Regions from separate parts of the Xenopus laevis genome. Here region 1 is linked to region 2. Evidence: chromatin contacts called from public Hi-C data. All regions are on one chromosome and are shown on one strand. Each heading gives the region's core, a stretch centred on a gene start, on an enhancer-like site or on the middle of the called end of the contact. The rest is flanking DNA. Distances are from core to core; before and after follow the strand shown. Region 1 holds the start of LOC121393936 (leucine-rich repeat-containing protein 15-like). Region 2 has its middle 15 kb from the start of atp13a3.L.

What was found. A called contact is a pair of places that touch in the nucleus more often than the background predicts.
Region 1: a contact with region 2 is called in a Hi-C map of the XTC cell line, with 5 times the contacts expected there. The contact joins the promoter of LOC121393936 here to the enhancer-like site in region 2. A contact is called at or near these places in 3 of 4 Hi-C or Micro-C datasets (the XL177 cell line, the XTC cell line and animal cap).

What each region holds. Positions count from the first base shown.
Region 1 is chr5L:113,775,483-113,781,854 of Xenopus_laevis_v10.1, reverse strand. LOC121393936 (leucine-rich repeat-containing protein 15-like) reads right to left here and starts at 3,604. Exons shown (of 2, transcript XM_041563787.1): 1 at 3,365-3,604; 2 at 1-1,925. The coding sequence starts at 1,921.
Region 2 is chr5L:113,598,927-113,605,735 of Xenopus_laevis_v10.1, reverse strand. No RefSeq gene overlaps it. Among protein-coding and RNA genes, the nearest start is that of atp13a3.L, 15 kb to the left of the region's middle. Within about 2 kb of position 4,910, at least 1 of the 7 cell types and tissues checked has an H3K27ac peak or open chromatin away from gene starts, as enhancers often do.

The DNA of each region.
Region 1 (6,372 bases), core at 2,355-4,854, 180 kb before region 2:
TAGTGGGTAGATCAGTTTTAATTTGTTGTGTTGGGGTATTTGTTGTAGTGGGTAGATCAGTTGTAATTTGTTGAGTTGGGGTATTTGTTGTAGTGGGTAGATCAGTTGTAATTTGTTGAGTTGGGGTATTTGTTGTAGTGGGTAGATCAGTTGTAATTTGTTGTGTTGGGGTATTTGTTGTAGTGGGTATGACAGTTGTAATTTCTTGTGTTGTGGCCTTAAAACTTGTGGCTTCCTTGGTCGGTTGGGTTGTAAGTAATCTAGTTGTTGCTTGTGTTGTTGTCACAGTAGTTGTCATTAGCTGACTTGTCACTTCCGTGGTGGGAGTCAGTTGAAAGGTTGTTGCAGTACTTGTGGTTTCTTGGGGTGTTGTAATCCATATAGTTGTTGCCATCTTAGTTGATGTGATCTGAGTTGTGACCTCTCTGGTTGTAATAAGTGGAAGTGTCGTGGGCAACACAGTTGTTGTCTGCATAGTTGTGGCTTCAAAATGTGTTGTGTGGGAGGGTGTTGTCACTGAGGGAGAGCTTGTTATATGGACAGTAGATGGTAATACTGTTATACTTTGGGTGGTCAAACAAATCAATTCGTCTGTTGTTAAGGATGTTATCACTGTTCCATCGAGATGAATTGGACTAGCACATTTAACTTTATCTGTTTCTTTAGCTTTGCCTTTATTATTCTGTATCCAGTTATGAAAAGTCTCCAGATGACAATCACAAACCCATGGGTTATCTTTTAAATAAAGAGCAGAGAGTGAAGGCAGGGCCTGGAGAAAGCCCAAAGGCAAATTTGTAAACTTATTTCCACCAAGTCTCAGAGTCTTCATATTTTTGAGCAAGGAGAAAGCATCATCTTGTACAGACCTGAGGTCATTCTTTTCTAAATTTAGCTCCTTTAGATTCTGAAGCCCAGAAAACATATCCTTACTGACAGCGTCAATTTGGTTGGATGAAAGAATCAGTTTGTTTAAAGATTTAAAGTTTTTAAACGCCCCGTGTGGAATTGTTGTGATTTTATTTTCTTTCAAATCGAGTTCAGTGACAAGGGGCATATTGTCTGTCAATTCATCTGGAAGTGTGTGAAGGATATTTTTAAATAGTTTCAGCTGCTTAATTTTCTTTAGACCAGAGAATGGGCTGTCAGACAATTCTTCAATTAAATTTCCTTCCAAGAAGAGTTTCTCCAGGTTGAGTGATTTGGCTAGAAGTCTTTTGGGCCACAACTTTAACTTGTTGTTAGCCACGCTGAATTCAGTCAGACTTGGATTGTTGTCTAGCAAGCTTTCTGGAAGATCACTGAGCTCATTCTCATACAAACGTAGGGTTTTTAGTTTGGGGAGTCTGCTGAAGACATCTTGGGGCAACACATTCAATTTGTTTTTGGCGAGATGCAATACTGTGACATTAATAAGTGAATCAAACACATGCTGCGGAAGCGAAGAGATCTCATTGGCGTTTAAGAAAAGGTCTTCTAAATTTTCCAGATCGTCAAATATTCCCTTTCCGACGTTTTTTATTTTATTGTTTTTAAGGACAAGTTTTTTCAGATTGTTGAGATTCCTGAAGATTCCCGGCACCAAATCCTCCAGTTCCTCGTGGCCAGATATCTCCAGTTCCTTAAGATTGTTTAAGTTATTAAAGGCCCCGATTTCAATAGATTTGATCTTTTTACCAAGAAAAAATAATTTCTCCAGATTAGGCATGTATTGAAAGGCATCCTTCTTGATTACAGAGATCCCGGTTTCCACAAAGAAAATCTCAGTCACTTTTTGATTCTTTTGAGACTTGGGTATCTCAGTTAGTGTGGGATCTGTATAGACTTCCTGGTTATCTTTGGGGCATTCATATTGATTCCTACATGTGCTGGCATATCCACTGGCTTTGATTGATACCAGGAGCAATATACAATGGACCAACATCTTCCTAAACAGAAAACAAAAACATTTCTTACATTTGAGGTTTTTTTTTCTTTCCCTGCTTAATTTATTTTTTCCAAAGGCATTTATTTTTTAAAGTAATCATTCATTATTTGAACGTAGCTAAGATTGGGTTTGAGTCAAGTATTTTGAAATCAATAATGGCCAGACTCAGTGGTGTAACTAGATATTACTGGGCCCCACAGCAAATTATTTTTTAGGACCCAGAATTTCCATTGAACTGTTTTACCAATATTTATTGAAATTGTTTATGCATTAAGGCCTCATGGGGCCCCTATACCTCTTGGGCCTTCCTGCAGTCACAGAGTTTGCTTCCTCTATAGTTACACCCCTGGTCAGACTGGCCATTATTTAACCCCTACAAGATCAAATGGAGCCCTGGGTATGTGTGCTTACTGAGAATAATAATGAGGCATTTTAAGCTGAGGCTGAAGCTTCAGGTAATTATACAGTGTTTTGCAGGAGCAAACCATCCCTGTTATCTTAGTGACTGTGAAGAAAGCATCATTCTCTTGGCTTTCCCTTTGTTTGTGGAGGGATTGGTTCTGCTGAGAGCATGGAACATAAATCCACAGTAGACGGGGGATAATGCAGAAACAACTTTGTTGTTTTTATTAGCTCCTGACAGTAGTAGATTTAAATTCACTTTTAGGATGATGCAGAAATTGATATTTTAAACATTGCATTTGGTTTTCATTTCTTATGGTGTTTGAATTAGTTATCTTTTTATTCTACAGCTCTCCAGTTTGCAATTTCAGCAGATATCTGGTTGCTAGGGTCCAGGTTACCCAGGCAATAGGAGAGGGTTTGAATAGTAAGATTAGTAATAAAAAGTAACAATAACGATAAAATTTTAGCCTCACAGGGGAATAGGTTTTTGGTTGCTGGGGTCAAATTATTTCGACATATAATTGACTCAGACCCACTGAAAAGTTGCTAGGAATAAGACATCCTTAACTTAACGTTAACTTAAAAGTGAACAACCCCTTTAAAAAGATTTCAGTAGGGAAACAAAAACTATTTCTATTACAATCTACATTATTGCTCTCAATCCCTTCCCTCAACTCAAGATGGAAAATATACCAATTACCCCAGATTCCCTTCTCTGACAGCTGCAGCCTGTTGAGCAGAGGGTCCCCTGTGAATGTTTTTAGCATGACGGTTCATATGACTGGGCACTTTTCATTCAATATTGTTACAAGGGGTGACAAGTAGGCAGAGACATTTTGACTGCTGCTGTTTCCCACCAGATATGGACAATGGCCAAAGTGCCCCATGTGCCATTAGCCTACTGGAATATCCTTGTGCCTTTTGACAGAACAGTGAATAAATGTGCAAGCCTCTCATCCCAGGCTGCTCTGTATGCTGCTGACAAGGAGCAAACTTACGTAAGAATAAAGAAGTAAATATATAAAAACATCTTACCTTGTTCCATGCCTGAATTATGTAGCTGAGGAACAGGACTGATCTCACACAAACGTTCCTTTGGAGCTGGCAGTGTTGCTCAGTTTTGCTGTCTCACAGGTCTGATAAACAAACTTACCTTGAAACTATACAGAATGGCTGGGCTAAGTAGATAAGGTTAGCCTGGAATCATCTTAGAAGCCTGACAGCATCTGCGTGTTGCATATCAATGTTTACTTTCAAACTGAAGCTCAGAACATAAATACATAAATGTAAATGCTTTGAGGTTGTGCCCCAATTTCATCATTATAGCCCAGCCAGTAAAACACAATATTATAAATAGGATTATTTATAAATGAAAACAAAAAAAAATGTTGTTCTTCATGTATTACTAGGATTGTCCACATGATGGAGCCGTAGTTCATAAGATCATTTTCCCCATTCAAATGCGTGAACAATATGTTTAAATATGTGCAGACATAAAGCAAGTGCCTTCTGATGAAGCTGACCCTTTGTGTGCTTGTGGCAGCAAACTAGATTGCAAATCCAGTAGTTAGTTTGTAGCTGCACCTACTCACATGGTCACATGGTCTTCGATTTTAATTAATTAAGTATAATTCTATCAACCAATCCACTTTGCTTTTTGATGCTCCCGGTGTCCAAAGAAAAATGTAATTTGCACTCCCAAAAGTAAGACAATCACATAATCAATAAAAAAAAAGATCAATCTTATAACATGACCAAATGTAAACAACGTGTCTGAGACTGAAACACAATATTACTAGGCTTACCTACTGGGGTACTAGCCATGCCATAAGTTATATATACGGTTGCCACCTGGCCGGGCCAGTAAAAATGATGGTTGATCCCAATGTTATTAATAGGGAAAAATGATAAATATATAGGTAGGCCGGTATTTTTTTCCAGAAAAGGTGGTAACCCACGTTATATAATACAATAAGACTAGGCTTACCTACTGAGGTATTAGCCATGCTATAAGTTCTATCCCCATTAAGTAGAAGATACCTGGAAAAAGAAAAATACAATAGAAAAAATATGTTTTAATGCGCCTTACATGAACTGACTTCCTATACTCTCTGACTTATTGACCCACAGGCTAAATGGAAAGAGGGCATACAAGGGTCCGCAAACAGTATTGCTTTTCTGTGTTATTGTTTCACTTCCTTATCTGTCAAAATGGTGCATTGGCATTTTCAAATCACTGAAGCAACCATTGTCATTTCATTTTATTTCATCTATACATGTAGGGCCTTCTTAAATTTTTCAGTAATCTATTACCTAATTTGGACTGGTGCCAGGCTCATTTACCTGCACTGGGAAAATTTGCACCTTAAGTAAAACTAAAGCTTAACTAAAAAAGTAGGGTAGAAATATTGTGCATTATGTGTTGGGCTTCTGTACTAGTCCAAAGCAACCACAGCCCTTTAGCAGTGAAGATCTGTGTCTCCAAAGATGCCCCAGTAGCTCCCCATCTTCTTTTCTGCTGATTCACTGCACATGCTCTGTGCTGCTGTCACTTACTGAGCTTAGGGACGTACTCACAAAAAACTGTATATACAAAATAGAAATGTGACAATATAAAGCTGGATAGTACTTAATACAGTACAGTTAGCTCAGAAACCAGTGCAATTAGGACTAGAATTCAATAATAAGCCTTGTAGCATCAGCTTATATTACAGACAAACCTTATTTTCTGCTTGATAACTTGTGACGACCCCTAAGCTTAGCTTCTCAACAGCTGCTCAGAGCCCACTGAGTTTGGCATGTGAGTTTCGTAGACACTTTCCAAGATTGTGACCCTCTGTGACAAGTTTGAAGTCCTGGATCATTGCTGCTATTGAGAAGCTGGAACTTTAGGCTGGTACAATAAGTTCAGTATGTAAAAAATGGCATTTTTAACCATACAAATTTTTAGGGTTTAGTGCTCCTTTAAGGTGAACAGTGCTTAACCCAATTATGGATTGTTACAACAATGCTCTCGCACTTTACCACTTTTACCACTCCATCATGCACTCCTACCTCATGCCCACTCTTGCCCTGGCTGCACTGAGGATTGAGCAGACAGGAGATTTTGACACCTATTTGAATCCCTCCTCAGTACTCAGTGCTGATGCCCCCCCTAGGATTTTGCTGCCCTAAACCATTGCCTTTATGGCCTTCCCACAAATTGGCGATGTGAAAAGCAAGACAAGACAAGGACCTCCTTGGTGCTCATCTCAGAGATATTACCCATGTTATTTACTATGGTAGGAAAGCAGTGGGAGCTTACGGTTATTAATAAATGGTTAATAAAATTGGCATTGGAAGTAGATTTGGGATTTTAATATAGAACTGATATTATTGTCCTTTGGCTATGGGCAGTGGTGTAACTATTGAGGAAGCAGACCCCTTGGGAGGGGGCTGGGGAGCTGAGTGGCCCAGACAGCCTCTCTACAGCCTCTCTATATAATTACATTTCATGTCAGGCTAGATGGGCGCGGGGAGGGGGTGGGATTAAGCACTGAGAAATACTATGGCGCATAGGTTAGTTAGTTAAGGATCTGGGCATAGTAAGGGCAATGGGGATGAATCTTCAATGCGCCCACCAATTACTCAATTAATCCATGTGCATAGGCCAGAATGTAATGAAACAATTTTGTCATAAGAGATGTCTTTTAAGAGTCAGATTCTGCCGTTAACAAAAAGAACATCTGTATTTTTTCTTATTTCATATGTGTCCCTGTTACATTCTGTTACACGTAGATAGTGGTAAAGGGTATATATTTTGCACTGTAAAATACAGTATGTGAATTACTGTTTGTAGTCTCTAACGTCAAGATGTTTGAATTCATGCACACGCAGAAACCCCAGAGAAGCTGGAGAGTTTAGATAATGTCCTACAGGATGCACTGTGCAGGTTCTAGATAAGTCTATTTTAGACTTCTGAGAATGAACTGATAATTAGTGATTATCCTCTCTAGTGTTTACGTATGCTTTCTCACGATATGTATGAGTGCACTGCAGTTGTG
Region 2 (6,809 bases), core at 3,661-6,160:
TTCCCAACCTCCACACAGCATGGGCATACTTGGGTTTACCCAAAGAGAATCAGTAGGCTGGTGTATCCTGATAATAGACAACTAGCTAATATCAGAGCATAAAGTTCTCGCTACCTGACATCACGGGAGTAAGCAGTCCTTAGAGGATAAGATAATGGAAGGAAAATATGAGCAATTATTGGAATTGTATATATGTTATTATACTTGGATATTTGTTTTGGTAATTTGGACCTTAGCAACCACAGTGCTGAAACTGCAAACTGGAGCTCTGCTAAATAAAAAGCTAATTAACTCAAAAAACACAAAAAATAAAAAACCATTGCAAGTTATCTCAGAATATCACTAACTACATGATAATAAAAGTTAATTTAAAGCTGAACTACCCCTTTAAGGAACTACGCGGTCCGGCAATTGATCAGTTATGTACCTCTGTCTCCAGCATAGGCAATTCTGGCATAAACACCCAATGTCCACAATAACAAGATGGGCTAAAATATTGTTATTAATACTTGCTGCAGTGGCTAAGAAGTCAATACTACACGTATGGATCTTAGATAGCCCACAGACTTTCAAGCTATTTTTTTTTAGAAATTGGTTATAGTGTTTTATATGGAGAGAGGCAAAAACTGCCTGCAAGTTTTTTGAAACATGGGAAAATCTTATTGACATTATTCCACAAGCAATGAAAGAAAAATCATACATGCTTTCGGATAACTGACTGGTATGGTGACCCACCCATATATCTGCATACATTGTATATTTATGTACTACATTTTAGCCAGAGAGACCTTCCATATTCACCTCTTTTTGATATTGTTAGAAACCTTGACACGCCAGAGAGTGTTTTTTTATAATACCACTTTAAAAGTAGAGGTAATTACATAGTTCAATAGAAAAATTACACGCAGGCATAATTTAAACACTGAATGCCAGCACTAGAGTCAGAGTAAACAACGAATAATTCAAAAACTGAATTTCTGATTAGACCTGTCCATTATATAACATACTAAAAGTTAACTTAAAGGTGAAACAACCCCTTTAATATGTTTTGTAAAATATTCTTTATTTGATTAGTTTTCTTACAATCATGAAGAATTCAAGGAAATAGAGGGCAAAGGGTAGGGAAAGAAGTATAGTCACTTTTACTGTTTCCCGGATTATTTGCAGTCCGGCACACGCATAATATATATATATTCCTTTGATTCATCTTTCTCATGATACACTCTCTTAGACGTTTACCTTCTTCAGCTTGGCTTAATTCTTCTTTACAACTGACAAACAAAAAAACACAAATACATTATTCAATTGTGAAAAAGAAATGTGATAAAATATGTAGATAAATGAAATGCCTACTCATTCAAGCGATAAATTAAGCAGTCCAAGCAACATGGTACAAGAATAAGTAGAAGGCATCCAATGCCCAAAACACAACCCCTGATCAAGTTTTGCATTTTTTTTCTGTAAAGAAATGAGATCGGAAACAGTTGAATGAATTTTTGTACAGAAGGTTATAATGGGACTAAGGGGCAGATTTTCTAAGCTCGAGTGAATGGTTCGAATGTCAAAAAGTTCAAATTTCGAAGTAAATTTTTGGGCACTTTGACCATCGAATAGGCTATATTCGACCATTCAACTTCGATTCGAACGATTCGAAGTAAAAATCATTTGACTATTCGACCATTTGATAATCGAAGTACTGTCTCTTTAAAAAAAACTTCGACTTCATACTTCACCAAATTAAAGTTACCGAAGTGCAATGTTAGCCTATGGGGACCTTCCACAGCACTTTTCTAAGTTTTTTTTTTGGTCAAATAGAAATCCTTTGATCGATCGCTAAAAATCATTTGAATCGAACGATTAAATCGTTTGAATCGAACGCATACAATCGACCGATTTTTATTCGACCGCAGGATTGCCAAATTTGTTCAAAAGACTTCGAATTCGATATTCAAATTCAAAGTTTTTTAATTCGATGGTCAAATTTTGAAGTTTTTTGTAGTTCAAAATTCGACCCTTAGTAAATCTGCCCCTAACAGTCAAGGCAAAATATATTTGGGATGTCAGCTAATTATAGTGTTTATAATATAGTGTGTCATAATATAACAATGGCTTTACCTTTTATTGTGTGTCTGCATCAGTAGTGGCAGCCTGAGTAGTGGGTGTGGCAAACAAGAAGAAAAATAATAGTTATTACTGAAATATGCTAAATAAAATACATTTCTATTCATAGTCTAAGGCATTTCCAGACAATAATCTTTGGTACATTGTAAAACAGGTTTCTGTTGCGTTTAGATTCATCTTCATTAATGTCATCATACATTTCATCTGCAAGGTCATTTATGGGCATGTCTTCCTTTTCATCTTTCTCATCGTCCACCTCATCTGTTACATTGGTTCCCAAGAAATAATATGGGTCATTTACAATAAAACACAGTGTGCAAAGTGCAAGAAGGCTACAATCTGCCATTTTATTGTATTTGCCAGAGGGGCTGCTGCATTATTTAGTGGACTGGTGGGAGCTTTCTATGTCTCTGTGTACTTGAAGTGCCAGGACCCATTTTGACAACTAGTTCAGACCTGAATTTGACTGTTTGGACCTAGGGCCAACTATCAGATTAGCCGGATATCGCCCACCCAAGGTGTGCACCCTGGTGAATAATAAATGACCTGTCATGTGTTTTAGGGTTTTGTTGGGCGCTTTGTCCAGGGCAAAACAATTGTATTTAAGTGTCATTTCCTGAATGGAAAGAGTAACAAGGATGTTAGTAAATGTTTTGGTTCTAGCTTGTATAGTAATGGGTTGTGCATTCTCTGTCCTATGCTATTATAGCAAATGTTACTTTATATAATGTCTTGAGAACTTAAAAATGTATCACAATTGACGAATCGAGGATGCAATTGGAAGTTGGGATTGTGTCATTCAGTGTTTAAATTATGCCTGCGTGTGATTCTTTAGGCGCAAGCCTTTTGCTCCTATTGAACCATGGAATTACCTCTACCTTCAAGGTGGTAACAGCTCCATGGAAACTCAATCAGCAGGCACTCTTGTACGCTTGATAAGGCTAAAACCACAAGTGTACCCTGCAACATCATAGAAACCCTTAATATGTTTTGGAAAATAATATTTATTTGATTTGGTTTTGTTAAACAAGATTACAATTTTGAAAAAAAAAATCCTTACCTTCATCAGGAATAGTAACTGGAGGGGATTCCGTTTTACTGACATAGGTGGTGATGTCTATGGAAAGAACTAAAAAGTATTATTTATCGAAATATGGTTTCAGCTGTAGAATATACATGTACCAGAAGATCCCAAATATAACACAAGATGGGAAATAACTGCAACCAAGTGAAGCTAGAAGCAAGTTAAATATAAATATTACCTGATAGTCTGACATTGGTTTATCCATAACAGTAGTAACTAAAGTGTTCTGCTCATTGGCATAATCTTAAAAGATGTTGTTTGAATCTGTACAAAGAAAAAAGAAATGAAGCATGTACTAAGTTATGTTAAAGGCCACATTTAGTTTGGTATCTGTGTTTGCTGGCAGAGAGAAATTTGCTGTGTGCGTTTTATGGAAAACTGTAAAAATATTCTGCAGACAATCAAGCTGATTCAGAGGCCTTTGCCTAACATCACCTGATAACTCATGGCTTTGTCAATGGCCAAGCCCAGAGGTGAAAATAAGGCAAAGTTTGTGGCGCACACAGTTCTTTTCATCTGCATGTATCAGTTGACCTAATCGCCACCCTCTGCTCCAATTGATTTGAATGGGAATCATGTGAAAGTTAAGGCGTAGTAAGTTTTCTGGGCCTGATTTACAAACAGATATGTGGTACATTGCAAAAGTGCAGTTGTCTATAGCAAACAGTAAGAAATTAGTTACAAAATGAAGACAGGATTGGCAGCTCTGAGCACCTGCACTTTTGCCATTTAAAACCTATGTTTAAAAATCAGCAGTTTGCTCTAAAAATGCTCTGTAACAGTTTTTAAGTTGAAAACACTGACACCTGTCCACAACTAGGCAGTCTAGGGCCCTTTTCTGCCAGTTGAAATGTTCTAGCTAAAAGCAGTTGGGTGTGCTATGGCCTGAATTCTGGAAACAAGTTAATAAAATAAGTCCATAGTAGAAATATATAATAGGGACAATTTATAAAATTGGGGAGTCCTACAAGATTCTCAGCAGCCTAAATTTTGGCTCATTTACAAAAAATGTCCTAACCGTCTGAAATATATGAACAAATATTTGTCATGTGGATCAGTGTGTCATTTTGTCAGAATGCAGTCATTTCAAACAACAAGCCTTAAATGAATATCCATTTCTCATAGTTCACCCCCAGTAATTCAAGCTGCTGATTCCAAAAGGGGTAACTATGTCTCTCTACTCCTAACTACCAAACAGAGCTTGTCTGAATGTAGCGGTTTTTATACAAATGTATCAAAATTCTGAAAAGATTTTTGATTCTGAGAAGATTAGAGCTTAATCATATAGCGTATTCCAGGTCAAACAGAATAACTGACTTTGGCACAAACCCTGCATGTAGAGAGACAGGATTTCTGGTGATTTTAATAAAGTGAGCTCTAATACATAGGCAAAAGGAGCCCCCTTAAAGATATCATCATAGATTGTCCTGGCTAGCTGTCATACACAGAGGGTATTTATACTCATTTACAAAGCAGTCGACAATGTTGCACAGCCATACATTACCTCTCTAATTACCAAGTATAACCCAAGATGTAACATATAACCTCTTTCTGTCCTCCTCACTCATTACTTATTTACATTCCCACATCCAGGACATTTCACATATGGAACCCATCCTCTGGAACTCCATCCCCCTTCCCATTGGTACTCACAAAGCCTCCAGGCTTTCAAGAGATCACTTAACATCCAGCTTTTCATTCAATCCTTTAACATAAGTCCTTTTATTTTTTTACCTAACACCTCAATTCATCCCACACATACTACCTAATGGTTTTCCATGTTTTAATATGCACTTACCATAACTATGCTAAGAAACAGATAATCTACAACCACACTCAGGTTTGGCCTGGAAATGCTAGAGGGGCTGCTGTAAGATTCTCTTTGGTGGGAGCTTCGGGTTAACTTTAAGATACAATGGAATGGCATATCCTTAGTAATCCTTCAGTTTGTCTCCATTTTTTTTACTTTTTGAATTATTTGGCTACCTGTTCTGCCTCTTTCCAGCTTGCAATGATATTTGTTTGTTGGGGGTCACTTACACCTGTAGTTAAAATTGAGAGTTCATTGTTACTTGTTGTTTATTACTTATCTTTCTAATCAGGTTCTGCTATAATTCTTCCAAACCATCAGTCAAATCATTGCCTGGATGCTAGGACTAATCTCCAGATAGCTGCTGAAATTCCAAACTGAAGAGCTGCCGGACAAAAAGCTTAATAATTTAAAAATAATTTAAAAAAATGAAGATCAGTTGAAAATTGTGTCTACATCCATTTCACCCTTTCAAGATAATGGCAATATTTACACTAATATGATTAAACTGAGACAACAGTGCCACCTGCTGCTCAGTTCTGCCAACCAGACTAACAGGAGACAATTTTAGAAAAAAAGAGGACATTCTTATGATGTTGCTCTGCTTAGAAAAGACCAGATCAATCTCTGGTCTTTTCAAAGCAGAGCTACATCATTCTTTTTTCTCTTGTCTTTTCTGGAGTTTCCACTTCATTTTTTTTAAGTCCAATTTTGGAAATGATGTAAGAAAGCAGCCCTGCAGGTAGTTTGGAGTACAAAGAAGTATTTATCCATATTGATACATACTGATATTTTCAGAATGTGTACTCCTGTTGCATTTACAGTATGGATATAACAAATCCTAATAATGAGACAACAGTTCTACTGCCTGGCTGAACTGAACCCTTAGAGGGGTGGTTCACCTTTAAGTTAACTTTTAGGGTCCCATTCACTAAGTTCGAATGAAGGCATAGAGGAAAAATAGCTCGAATTTGGAATGTTTTTTTTGGCTACTTCGACCTTCGACTATGACCTTCAATTCGAACTAAAAATCGCTCGACTATTCGATAATCTAAGTACTGTCTCTTTAAAAATTTAATTCGACCCCCTAGTTCGCCACCTAAAACCTACCGAGGCCAATGTTAGCCTATGGGGAAGGCTAATAATCCTTCGATCGATGGATTAAAATCCTTCGAATCGTTCGATATTCGAAGACGAAGGATTTTAATTCGGCAGTCGAATATCGAGGGTTAATTAACCCTCGATATTCGACCCTTGATACATCTGCCCCTTAATATGGTATAGAAAGCCTAATTCTAAGTTAATTTTTAATTGGCCTTAATTTTTATAGTTTTTGAATTATTTGCCATTTTTTTCTGACTCTTTCCAGCTTTCAAATGGGGGTCACTGACCCCATCTAAAAACAAATGCTATTTAAAGCTAAAAATCTATTGTTATTGCTACTTTTATTACTCATCTTTCTGTTTAGGCCCTCTCCTATTCTTATTCTGGTATCTTATGCAATTCAATTTATGTTTGCTAGGGTTATTTGAACCCTAGTAACCAGATTGCTGAAATTGCAAACTGGAGAGCTGCCGAGTACAAAGCTAAATAAATCAAAAACCACAAATAATAAAAAATTAAAACCAATCCTAATAGTTTGCAGAAGCCAAGAAAATTCAAACACAATTTGCAACATAGTTGGATAATCCTATATATACTGTTAGGGGTTATTTACTAAACTCAAATTTATCTGGTCAGGCTTTTTGGGGCAAAAATTTTAATTTTGCATGGAAAAAAAAAATAGATTTTTTT